Linked DNA regions of Arachis hypogaea: region 2 is linked to region 1. A link is a contact called in public Hi-C data. All regions are on one chromosome and are shown on one strand. Each heading gives the region's core, a stretch centred on a gene start, on an enhancer-like site or on the middle of the called end of the contact. The rest is flanking DNA. Distances are from core to core; before and after follow the strand shown.

Region 1 (2,794 bases), core at 19-2,518:
ATGAGGGCAGAAAAATCCTTCACAACAAGGTTGGCAGTTAGAAGTTCTTGCAGGAATCTCCTTTGAATTTCTAAGGTCAACCTTCTGGGATGAAGGAACACTGCAGGCCCAACCCGGCTCGCAACCGGCGAACCATGAAGTTAAATTGCAGTTCTTGTTAGGCTTCAAATAATTGGCACTTGTAGATCTCTCCAACAAACTGCTTAGGTAAAACTTCACCTCTGCTGCTGTACACAAACGCCTTGTGACATCTCCTGTTTCAATAATCAGATTCAAAATAATCAAGATCAATATACACCTTGAATGTTACATTGATTCATAAAAGGTGTTGTGATTCTTAGCAATCATACCTTTAGTCTTCTTAATGCAAGAAGCCAGGAAACTCAAATCTGATGAGAAATTAAATGCTTGGTTCCAATCAGCATCCCTTAAACAATAAATCTATAAACCGTTATAAAGATCAATTTCTGTGCGCCAATTGAACAAAAGAACTCAAATTCCATTTTTCTCTCATCCATGGAATTCCTCTTGATTGGTTTAATTCTTGTTGCAAATAAAATTACGAAGTGTGAACATTTTTCAATTATGAACATTTAAAGCATATACAAGACTTAAAATTTGAGCATAACTAGCTCAGAACATTACCAAAATTGAATCAAAACGAATCAATAATCAAAGAAAGAAAGTGCTTACGGATCTTTGACACAGAAAGTGGAGTGAGTGGTAATTTCCTGGCTGAGAAGTGAAGTCAAATTGGAAAGTCTACTATAGACAAGCTGAGTAACAAGTGGAAGAACAGAAGGGTTATCAATTTGGTCATAGTCATTCACTTCTTGGCATTGAACCACAAAGGGTAACCAAAGAAACAGCCATAGCAGATGCTTTGAGCTGCTCCACTTTCTCATCATTGATATGGAACAACCTGATTGATGGAAGGAAATTATGAAAGCTCAACTATTTATGAAGAGCTTTTGATTCATTTAGGAAGAGAGGGGAATGAATTTGATGCTATGCTTGCCTTCAAGGGATGCCAAATTCTTGTACACCTTCCCATTCATGCATATGTTGGTTCAACCTATCAAACTTGTTTATACATTAAATTATTAAATTGTTCTTAATATGTTATTTATATATGTTGAGAAAAATAATATTATAATAACCCATAAAATTAGGAAATGAGAAGTGCACATTGAAGAAGTTATCGGAATAAGAATTAATCTGTGGAGAATCTGAATTTAATTATTGGGTCTTGTTCGTGTTTAATGAGTTATCATGTACGCAAATTAAGATCTGAACATATACTTAAACAAACAAAAAAGTGTGCATATGAAAACTCAAATTGGTAAGTAGTTGATGAAGATATTAGTATCTTTGACTTTAGATGCAATATAAATTTTGATGAGAATGAGAAGTGAGGAAGTGATGGTGGGTCCCAAAAAGGATATCAGATCACGTTCGAACGAGGACACAACATACAAGTACAGTGAACTCAACACAACAATGTCCTTTAAAACCATCATGAAGACAGCCGTTTTATTGTCCGAAAAGGAAAGAAAGTCCGTTAATTTAGCCTCAAGTTTTGGTCAACTTATCGGATTCCGTAGTCATACTAAACTTATAAGATTTTTACATAAAATTAAAAATAAATAATCATTTTTTATCATCAAAAATTCAAATAATAATAAAACTAACCATTAATCATTCAAATAAGTATTGTATCTATGATTATATTCATTTGACAATTCTAATTAAATATTATTCTATAAAATATTAAGAATGATAAACAAGTCAAAATTCAGCGGACCAACTTAACTCTGTACCGTCTAATTCATAAGTTTTGGTGGATTTCGGCGGGGCAGGCTTATCCATTGAATCCTCCGTTCTACAAAAAGATGAATATGATAATTGAATTTAAAAAATTATTTTTATTTGTATTTAAAATGTTTGTCCGTTTTATTTTAAGTTATAATTAGAATTATATTTGATTGATTAGAAATTTGGACAATGTTTAATTTAATTATATATTTTGGATAATTAGACAATGTCAGTTGTATTATTTATTTCAAAAAACTTGGTTAATGATTATGTTTATTAGATATTTAGAATTATAAAAACTTTAGTATTTGTGAATTTAAAAATTATAATTTTTTGTCTTTAGAAATTATAAGTTTGTAAAATTATATATTTATTTTAATATTTAATAACTTAATAATTAAAAAAATAAAAATTGGCCAAAAAAAAAAAGCGAAAATTGATGGGCTTAACCCGCCACTCTGCCGTTAAGCTGGGTGGACTAATCCGTTTGTCACTCTTATAAAATATAGATAAAAGGAAAAATCGGTCCCTGAACTTTTTTTTGGAAGACATTTTCGTCCTCGACGATTGGAAAATACAATGATGTCCCTCACCCTTCAAAATTGTGGACAAATCTATCCCCCCATTAAACTCAGCCCGTTAGCCCCATCGGAAAATGCTGAGGTGGTTGTCGTGGCTCTGACGTGGACGTAACGGGATGACACGTTGACAAATCCTAATATGTCCTATTTTCAGAAAGTCTTGCCAACATGTCATCCTGTTACGTCCACGTCAGAGCCACGGCAGCCACTTCAGCATTTTTCGACGGGGCTAACGGGCTGAGTTTAACGGGGGATAGATTTGTCCACAATTTTAAAGGGTCAGGGACATCATTGTATTTTCCAATCATCGGAGACGAAAATGTCTTCCAAAAAAAAGGTTAGAAATCGATTTGTCCTTTTCTCTAAAATATATTGTTAGTGTTCGATTCTAGTCGATT
Region 2 (2,776 bases), core at 148-2,647, 150 kb after region 1:
GGACTTGTATTTGGAGATCTTTGAATAAATCTATGTATTTAATACTATGTGAGTATATATATACCTTGTGGTTAACTGGTTTAAAATAAAGAATCTTCGTTTTCATAAGTAAAAGTTTGATTTGTATTCTCAAAGGCTCAATATTAAATAAAGATAGTATAGAATAAAAAGATTTAGAGGTACGTGACGCCTGGGTTTTTAGTACGATCATGAGGTGCTAAAAGATAGGGTGTTACAGTTACCATTATTATAATGAACTGTGAATGTGACTTAAGAAACTCATTTCTTTATTCATTCAATCCCCTTGGCCAAAGTTTTATTCATCTCAGTCCTTATAATCATAGAGCTCAAACTCTTTACCGAGAGTTGACAGATTCCTTATTAACTAATCATTAACTCTAAGTATTTAAATCATACTTAATATCCATTCAACTAGCACCCTAATGTATTAGGTGTCCGGAATTAAAGTATAATAAATACATTGTCAATTACTATGATAGTCGCAGGTCAAAGGAACTCTATTACTATATTCATTTTGAGAATATCCTATTGACAAATATGCGGTAATTATAACCATTAGAAATTCTCAAAGTGAGTCAGTTCAATGGACATATCTCTATATGCACCATCTATATATATAATTTAATAAATGAGATCTATTAATTTTCATCTAATGAAGACCATTATATATATATTGATCTTTTCGAATTATAATGTCATTTTTAATAATTCTATGACCAAGAACAATTTAGATTAAATTATAAAAGATTTATCTCTCAATATTATAATTACTATCATAATGATAAATTTTTAAATTTAATTAAAAATCTTATTATATTAATATTTTAATATAATAACAATAACAAATTATTTCACACATGATTAATTAAATTATGGTTATACTATTTATTCCCAACATGTTTGCATTGTGATGATGGCTATAAGAGACATTATATGGAACCTGAGTGGTATGATAGTTGAGAAGAATGGCTTGTTAGTTCTGCGTTAGATTTTAGTGTTGGTTTACGTGTTTGAGGAGATGAAGGAGGGGTGCCCCATGATGAAGAACCTAGGTTCCTAGCTACTCTCTAGGCGAGAATGAATGTCCCTCCATAAGGGAAAAAATTTCAAAGTTGTTTTCCTTTTTTTTTTTCAGTTCAACTTAGTAACAACAACCTTTTCCACGATTTTTTGGGGGATGGGTCTGCGCAAAAAGATACAACAACAAGAAAGAAGACCCAAGAACATGTATAGGAAAAATATTGCACTTAAGGTTCTGGGCCTATGGGCTTTGGCTGGGAGGCTGTCATTAAACAGCTTGGGCGTATAGGGCAAAGAAGTAGAAGTTGGACAACTTGGTAAGCCCAATAAAGAAAAAGTACCAACTCTGCTTGAGCCACTTATAAGATAGAGCCCAATAACTTGGTATGAACCCTTTTTTAGTGTTGTGTATAGAGTGGATGAGTTGTTATATGACCATAAAAAAACTAAATAACTTCTTTTTGGTACATAATATTTGGATTAACTTTAATAAATTAAAGCCTCTAATAACTTGATATATACTAGTTATTTGTGCTTCTTATTTTACGGGATTAACATATTAAATAGAGATTATTTTATGTGCTTCTTCTTAATATCAGCTACTTGTTATATATATATATATATAAAAAAACTATTTTTTGACTTGTTAAAATTTACAAAAATGAAAATATCTCACAACATATACTTATGAGTTTTAACCAAATTGTGTCTATTTCGAAATATCACTTTATATGATGAAAAAGAATAGGGAATCAATGCTTTTTGTGAACAAATTGAGAAATCAACTAATGTTGGTAAAAATACAAGACAAATATAAAAAAAAAAAAAATTAATCACCCACTTTTTTTTTCCTGTTAAAAATAGATAGCATAACAACAGAATGAATTTTATACGACAAATTCTATAATTATTATTGAAACCTCTTTAGACCAAAAAAAAAATCAAGTGAATTGAATTCTAAACCGGGCCACATGGTAGTGTACCTGATGTGTCGTAGATAAGATAAGAAATTTATTCCATTTGGCATTTATGTTCTTGTGGCCTATCACTGACTCAACCACCATTTTGTACCTCCTCTTAGTTTTTATTTTGGGTTTTGTCTTTTGTCTATTAATTTCAAAAGTACGGCAGAAGCTCACAAATCAAAAAGATAAGAGACAACCCACGGCTCTGTATTTTTCATATGGGGGTGATAGTAGTAGTATTTTTTAGTAAGGTAGAAAGTTTGTGTGTTTTTTATTTGTATAGATATTATAAATTTGAGGATTAAATTTGTGGTATTTTTTTTTTTTTTTGTTGATATCACAAATTTAAAGATTAAATTTGTAATTTTTAAATTTTTTAAAAAAAATGCAAATTTAAAGGTTAGATTTAAATTTTTTTATTTTAAATTTTTTTGAATATATAGATTTGACCCTCAGATTTGTACCACTATAAAACCTGAGCCTCAAATTTTTCTATTTTTCTAAATCTGAAGGTATGATTTATTACTTAAAATTAAAAAAATATATATATAAAAAATACACCAATTATTTATAATAATAAATTACACACAATCTTTTTTTGTATTAAAAAAAATTAGCCACAACCCACAGTCCCACTCCCACAAATTATTATTATTATTAGAATTTTATTGATTTGTGTTTTATATTATAAAAAATATTTTATAAAAATTTATTTTTTTTGTTTTTAATGTATTAAATATATTATAAATATTAAAAAAAATTTATTATTA

What was found. Hi-C and Micro-C count contacts between places; a contact is called where the count stands out from the background.
Region 2: a Hi-C map of leaf shows a contact between it and region 1, with 3 times the contacts expected there. The contact joins the enhancer-like site here to the promoter of LOC112779308 in region 1. A contact is called at or near these places in 2 of 8 Hi-C or Micro-C datasets (leaf and an unstated tissue).

What each region holds. Positions count from the first base shown.
Region 1 is chr19:145,192,213-145,195,006 of arahy.Tifrunner.gnm2.J5K5, forward strand. It overlaps LOC112779308 (ABC transporter G family member 24), which reads right to left and starts at 1,269. Exons shown (of 14, transcript XM_072227775.1): 1 at 1,019-1,269; 2 at 694-922; 3 at 351-427; 4 at 1-254. The coding sequence starts at 1,058.
Region 2 is chr19:145,339,109-145,341,884 of arahy.Tifrunner.gnm2.J5K5, forward strand. No RefSeq gene overlaps it. Among protein-coding and RNA genes, the nearest start is that of LOC112778968, 9.8 kb to the left of the region's middle. Within about 2 kb of position 1,398, at least 3 of the 3 cell types and tissues checked have open chromatin away from gene starts, as enhancers often do.